Linked DNA regions of Ovis aries: region 2 is linked to region 1. Evidence: chromatin contacts called from public Hi-C data. All regions are on one chromosome and are shown on one strand. Each heading gives the region's core, a stretch centred on a gene start, on an enhancer-like site or on the middle of the called end of the contact. The rest is flanking DNA. Distances are from core to core; before and after follow the strand shown.

The links. A called contact is a pair of places that touch in the nucleus more often than the background predicts.
Region 2: a Hi-C map of liver shows a contact between it and region 1, with 2.9 times the contacts expected there. The contact joins two enhancer-like sites. A contact is called at or near these places in 5 of 16 Hi-C or Micro-C datasets (blood, liver and mixed tissues).

Annotation. Positions count from the first base shown.
Region 1 is chr3:69,347,083-69,350,749 of ARS-UI_Ramb_v3.0, forward strand. All of the region lies in intron 1 of EML6 (EMAP like 6), which reads right to left. Among named protein-coding and RNA genes, the nearest start is that of EML6, 15 kb to the right of the region's middle. Within about 2 kb of position 2,054, at least 1 of the 54 cell types and tissues checked has an H3K27ac peak or open chromatin away from gene starts, as enhancers often do. A contact at or near this core is called in liver, where this site is marked.
Region 2 is chr3:69,521,498-69,525,164 of ARS-UI_Ramb_v3.0, forward strand. All of the region lies in intron 1 of SPTBN1 (spectrin beta, non-erythrocytic 1), which reads right to left. Among named protein-coding and RNA genes, the nearest start is that of SPTBN1, 60 kb to the right of the region's middle. Within about 2 kb of position 1,589, at least 4 of the 54 cell types and tissues checked have an H3K27ac peak or open chromatin away from gene starts, as enhancers often do. A contact at or near this core is called in liver, where this site is marked.

The DNA of each region.
Region 1 (3,667 bases), core at 804-3,303:
CTGACCTACAAGGGGAAAAAAAGTGCAAATAAATGATATCTACAGGACTAGATTTTTCTAGTCTCCTGTCAGTTTAAAGGGTAGACTGTTTGGATAGCTTGTTTGCTTTATAAAAGTAGCAGTAGAAAAATAAAGGGATGTGAGTAGAAAGAAGACTGGAGTAGCAGATTATTTATTGAGCTTATGTCAACAACTCTTTAGCTTCCTTTCTTTGGTTGCTATGGCAACTCCCAGGTTTATTCATCCCAGCCCTCCTTTTGATACAGCTCAGAAGTCAATGGGATGTTGGAGCTGCCGACAGACTGCCTACTTCAAATCCCATCTTTGCCTTTGACTAAACGTGTGACTCTGAACAAGTGATTTAAACATGTACCTTTGTGCCTCAGTTTCCTCATCTGTAAAGTGGGGGTGATGATTACTGAGAGTAAGCATGTGAGGCACTTAATACAGTGCCTGCCACACACTGCACATTCAATAAATTAGCAATCATCACCAAACTGCTATCCTCGTCATGTCTGTGCTTTCTAGGAAGACTCATCAAAGTCTTTCTTTCACCATATTTTAGGATGAAGCATGGGTCTTGGTATTGGCCAATCCCAGACAAGGAGAAAATTAGGTGCTAAAGAATATAACTTTAATATCTTTGACTCATTACATAAAATGTCAAGTTGTTCAGTTTTTCATTTTAATGCAATTGGATGAATGGATGAATCACTCTAGTCTGTTTGTAATTTCAAATCTTTATAATATTTGCTTTAACTAGAAATTACATAAAGAAAATTTATGCAGAAAGCCAAACTCTACCAATTATTTCTTCTTTTAAATAGACTTCTACATACTCCAATCCATGTTTCTATGTCAGCATTTACTCCAGTTATTAGGAAAAAAGAGAATAAAAATAAGCACCATTTTCCAAATTATATAACCTTAACAAGAAAGTCCAATCAACTCATATTTGCCAGAGATGTTTGGTTTAATTTTACTACTACCTTTTAGCCTTTCCTTCTTGATATTGTTAATTACATTAGGATTTAAGCAGTTCTTTCAACATTCACTCTCTGTCACTGATTTTTTAAAAATTGTCAAAATAATTTTTCATATTAACAGCCAATATGCCTGCTCCCAGCTGATCCAGATTCAGTCAGTCTGTTGATTTGGTTGGTCTGTTTTATTCTTCTTTTAAGCAGATTCAATTTATGTATAAAGCCCCAATTCTTTTGCTAGCATCCCTTAGCTAATTGTTCATTTATCCTCTACACAGGGTCGTCTGTTGAATTTGAACGCTTTACTTCAAATGGAATCATTCCTCATTTTGGTCTAGTCACCATCAGTGAGGCTTAAGCCTTCTGGTGGCAGTGATGACTGGCCATCCACACTCACGCTTCACTCTAACGGCAGGCGTGGCAGAGAAATATGAGGCCGTAGAGATCTCCCAAAGAATCTGGGCAGAGAGAGTCAAGAGGACCCATCTGCATAGTACAGCTTGGTGCTTTCCAACACTCTGCTGCCTTTTACACATTCTACCTCGATAGTCAATGTGACTCAGCTGAACTCTTAAGTTTTTGAGGGATTTTTACGTTACTCATTTATTTTGGACTGTGCCAGCTGCGCAGGCTCTTCTCTGGTTGTGGAGCGGTGGGGCTACACTCTGGCCGCAGTGCTCAGGCTTCTCATTGCCGTGGCTTCTCTTGTTGCAGAGCACGAGCTCCAGGGCACAGGGGCTTCAGCAGCTGCAGAATGTGGGCTCAGCAGTGGCGCCACCGGGCTCTAGAGCACAGGCTCAGTAGCTGCGGTGCATGCGGGCTTAGTTGCTTCTCAGTATGTGGGATCTTCCTGGATTGGGGACTGAACCCATGGCTCCTGTGTTGGCAGGCAGATTCTTTACCATTGAGCCACCAGGGAAGTCCTGGGCGATGTTTTTTAAAGTCAGAGCAACTTCATCTCGGTGATCTCTGGTCCTAGTCCAGTGTTTTACTTGCTTCCTACCTTACCAGAGGGAAGTAAGTCCATCCTTTCAAACCAAACACCAGAGAGAAACATGGTGTGGCAATATGTTACTCTGGTGTCTCCAGTGAAAGTCACTCTGTTGTATTCATGCCTTTGTGTATTCAAGTCCTTGACTCTGGCCTTGACCATGTTTTTTGCTTTGGCCAAAGGAACATTAGCAAATGTGGTGCTAACAGAGGCTCAATGAGCACTTGCACACAGGGGCTTGTCCTCTTGGAAGGCTTCATCTTGGAGCTAGTCCCTGAAGGGTGAAAGACCAAGCGGGGGGGGGGGGGGGGCACTGGGAGCCATTAGGACGTTCCAGTCCCAACCAGGCTGCCAACAGAGAGCAGCAGTGTGAGTGTCCTCAGCCACACAACATGGAGCAACACTTCCTTTCAATGCAGCTGAGTCAACCCTCAGATCTGCAAGAAGTAATAACTGTTGTTTAGTGTTTACATTTTGGGATGCCTTGTTAACACAGCAATAGAGAGCTAAACACGTGCTGAAAGTTATCTTCTTAACTACACATAATGCTTACCCTAGGTTTTCTCTTAGGAAGGCATTCACATACACACATTTCATTTTGATAAAGATTCAACTCTAAGTTCATAACCAAGTGAAATGTCAGAAGGATGCCTCAAACCCTGCAGCGTGCTTTGGCCTCTGAGCTATTTAAGAGCATGTCACCCAGGACATCCCTGTTCTCACTGACAGCTCTTCCAGGGAGCCAAGCTAGCTGGCCCTCCAGGCACTGCACAGCTTATTTCTGAAAACGCTGACAGATTGTTTCACAGAATATTGTCATAATACTGTGTCACTGAATCTTGAACTGCCTTCGTGGTGGCAGATTTCTGGAGGGATTGGTTCTATCTTTTTACCTATTTACGACTCTGTGTTGAACCCTTGAAATTGGGAAGTTATTATCTCTGAATTGTAATTAATATCTGCAAATTCTAATGAAATTTTAATAGCCTAATCAATAGTTTTAAAAATAGTTTCCTTTTTCATTAAAATGTACATTTATTAAATGTAATCATGAAACTATAGAAACCTATAAAGAGAAATTTTGCTTAGACAAAAAGCATGTACATTATTAACAGTGAACTATGTAAATAAACTCCAGTACATCCACACAGTGGAGCGCTATGTAACTATAGAAAGACGAGCAAGCTTCGCTTATACCAATATGGAAAGAACTTCTAGATGCATTTTTAAGTGAAAAACAGGCAAGTTTCAGAAGAGTGTACATGGTGTGTTTCCCTTTGGACAAAAAGGGTGAGAAATCTATTATTTGTATTCGCATGTAGGTGTAAAATATCTAAAAATCTGAGGAGTAGGAAACTGACACTGGGGGGATTCAACACTAGAAGGAGACTTCTCACATATACCTTTTTATACATCCTGGTTTTTAAACTGTGAGAATGTGCTATCTGTTCAAAAGTTATTGAAGTTTGGGCAGACGATAACTAAAATATTAACAGTGATTGCCTCTGGAATTACTGTTAATTGATTGCCTATAGAAAGTCATAATGTTTTTTCTTTTGCTTATTTGTATTTATTTTGTCTACACAGACAAATCATGTAATTTAAAAAGTAGTATTTAAAACCTATTGAATAAAGAAAAAAATCCACTGATAGTTCCATCATTCAATCCAACCACAATTATTATTTTTCTATG
Region 2 (3,667 bases), core at 339-2,838, 170 kb after region 1:
ACACCCCCTCTCATCATTAGCTGTTTTCTCACAAGCTATCGAAGAACATCACCAGCACATCCTCCATGTTCCTGAGAAGTATCGTGTCCACCTCACAACTGAGCCACGCAGCTGTAACTCAGAGTCAGCCACCTCTGCTCAAACAGAAACTTCTTGGATGGGAGGACACTCCTAGATTCCCATCAAGGCAGACGTTATCAGGTTAACAGCAGAAATTTATCAGTAGATTAATTTTAACACCTCCATTAGCAATGTATTTAAAAGATTTAATAAAAACAGTAAGATTCAGACACCTAAGCCAGTAAGTATATCTATAGAAGAATCTTACAGTTGCTTTCAACATCCACAGTCATAATCCCTTCAATAAGAAAATCAATATTGTTATGTACCATTTGACCTTGGAGATGTTAGTTTTTAGGACTCCATTAAAACCACAGATTTCTACAAAATTTTGCCTTGGAGAATACCATCTCTAAGGGGAAAAATGTGAAAGTACTATTAATTCCAAAATGTTTAAGCCAACCCAAGGTGAAATCTGACTACCACGCACCTCTTTCCAGATTTGTTTTGGCTATTTGGTGCCACCTGCTGACCGATGAGAACAAGCCACATCACTCCAGGGCAGTGACCACCTGGGCTCCACCAACCGCCACCCCCACCCCCGACCCCAGCCAACCTCTGACTGTAGAGTAAGACCAACTACAACCCATAAATCTTCCAACCACTGACTTATCCACAAATTCCTCAACAAGCAAGTATTGGGTCCTTGACGCAAGTTTTAAATAAGTAATTTTAAGAATATAAGCATAGGTTTTCTATGTTTTCTTTTTTTCCAGTTTTTTTTGATGTGGACAATTTTAAAAGTCTTTATAGAATTTATGACAATTCTACTTCGGTTTAGTTTTTTGGCCACAAGGCATGTGGGATCTTAGCTCCTCAACCAGGGATCAAACTGCACTCCCTGCATTAAAAGGCTAAGTCTTAACCCCTGGACTGCCAGGGAAGTCCCTCTAAGTTTTCTTCTTTAATGGTGTTCTTTAATAATGCCATTGCTCCTCCAAACTTCAAGAGGGGACTGGGAAACAAGAGTTCCTATGAGTCTATAAACAAAAGAAATACGATTATATTATTTTTGATTGTTTCACTTGAGCTCCTAAGAACTTGGATACCAGGGGCATTTTTTTCCTCAAAGTTCTCTGTCCAAAGACAATACCTGTGCCACACTATAGAGTGTTCATGATGACAAAAATTTTTTAAAAAACTTCAGGGGTATGCCAAAGCTGAAAATCCTACCTCCCCATCAGGGCTGTAGTGAAAAGGCACCTCTAGGTACTCAAGAGCAACGGTGCAGGAACCTGATGGTGAGGGAACATCAGAGACAAGGCAGGAGCGTGGACTAGCGCGTGTCCATGACACAGGGATTCTGAAAGCCCAGCAAGCAACACACATCACTATCCTATAACCCACTTCAACAAGGGACAACAATGTCAGCTGCGGGGCCGACTTACAGCACACATCCAGGTGTCCCCAGGAGGTCATCTATAAAGGGCTACATTTTCCCAAGGTGCTATCAGTCATGTGTCCCAAGGGCCAGTGAAGCAATCTGTACTTCAATGGCTGTGGGAAGATTAGGACTGCCCATCTTGGAAGCCTGCCTGGTGGTCAGTCTGCCATCACAAAAGCTGGAGAGGACTGTTTAAGGCTGGCGTGAGATAAAACCACCCCCACTGCTGAGAGGGGTTCTCACTGCCTCCCTGGCTCGGTGAGGGCCTGAATTCCAACTTGATCACCACAGCAGGAATCCATTAAATAGTCCTTGAGTGAATAAAAATCACTGATACCCTAGATGTGATATCAATAAAACCCATGTCTTCTGTGGCTACATATTGGGAAGATAATTAGAAGGGCTTCTCTGCTCTTCTCTTACCATGTGAGAGAGTGTGTGTGTGTGTGTGTTTAAGTAAGAAATAAGTTAAAAAGCCAAGCCCCCTCCACAAATTAGTCTGCTCTAATCCTCTGTCCTACTCTAATTCCTATGAACTGGAATTTCTCAAAATACAGACGTTCCACAAAGCTTTATCATTTTCTACTTCATGAAGAAGACAACTTTATTCCTTCAAGCTGGCAAAGACAGAAACAGATGAGGAAACTATTACTGTAGCCCTACGAGGCCAAGAGGTGCCGCCAGCTCTGGCCTGTGTGGCCACAAGGTCACAAACAACAGAAAAGAAACTGGAGCTTCACCACTCCCAGCTTCGGGAGTTGAGTTATTAGCTCTCCTCCTCTTTGAAAGTCAACACCTGGCAAAGTCTAGAGGGAAAACATGATCTGTTTATTTTCCAAGGTACCAAATCTATTTTCCCTGTCACATGGGTATTAGATCAACGCACGGGGTTTTGTTCTTTATGGTTTATCGCCAGGTTTCCTTCCAATGCCCTCTACTGTTTTGCGGGATGATGTTATCCACTGCTCTGTGCCAACCATCACTCCCCGGACGGCTAAGGGCAGAGTCTCCTAAGGATCACCAAGTCAGTGTCTGCAATTAAACTCATTCTTTCCTCCAAACCACATGTACTGCTCTCTCACTCCCTCACTGAACGACACCTCATTTTCTTCACCGACCTCAGCTAGAAACCTTGTAGTCATTCTTCACTTTTCTCTCCTCCCATATTCAGGCCCCCAGGTTCCCTGCACCTCCTGAAAAATCTTAAATTGGCTCAAGCAATAGTTTCTCATTCCAGCGCCTCACCTCTGATCTCAACCCCCAATCCACTCCCCTTACACTGCCGCCAGAGGGACCTTTCTAATATGTGATCATAACCACTTGATTCCCACGACTAAAATCCACCAAATGCCCCCAACCCTCAGAATAATAAATCCATCTGCCTTCTGAATAATGCCCAGAACCCTTTGAAGAGAAATGAGAATGTCTGTGAGGGGCCAGCCCAGCTCTCCAGCCTGGTTTCAGTATTCTTCTCCTCAAGTGTTACAATTCCTGAAGGAAAAGTCACACTCTGGTCTCACCTCCAAACTACCGCCTAGAACAACTCTTTGCTCTTCCCACAAATGCTACCTGAGGTGTTAGCTCATCCCGGAAGCCACACCTGGTGCTTCCTCCAACACCACCACCCAGTTTGAGTTAGGCAACCCACCTATGTCTTCCCTCCTAGACTTCTCATATACCTCCACCCTATCACTGTAAGACCGCTTCATAATTTCAAAACATCTATTTACTAACCATCAGCAGGACACAGGCTCTTAAGTTCAAGTCTCCATCACAATGTCCTTATATTTCTCAACTCTCAGCAAGGTACCTAGAAGCATTAAGTATGGACTGGCTGGGTGAGTGGGAGACTGGATGGAGGATGGGAAGGTGAGGCCACAGAAGCAACGGCAATTCAAGCTGCCACACTGGTACCATCTCCATCAGTCATATAAAGCCCAGAACACACACTCTCCTGAGCTACACAGATCTGCTGGGCTCTCTGCTTTCAAGGCAGTCACACTTTTAGACTAGGCTATTAATGAAAATGAACATGCATTTAATAAAGCGCTTCTCTACACACATATTAAAATCTATATTTCCCTTTTTAATTTAGTTTTTGTCCATGAAAGTAATTTATTTTTTTGTCCCAACTACTCAGATATCAAACAGCAAAGCAACAGA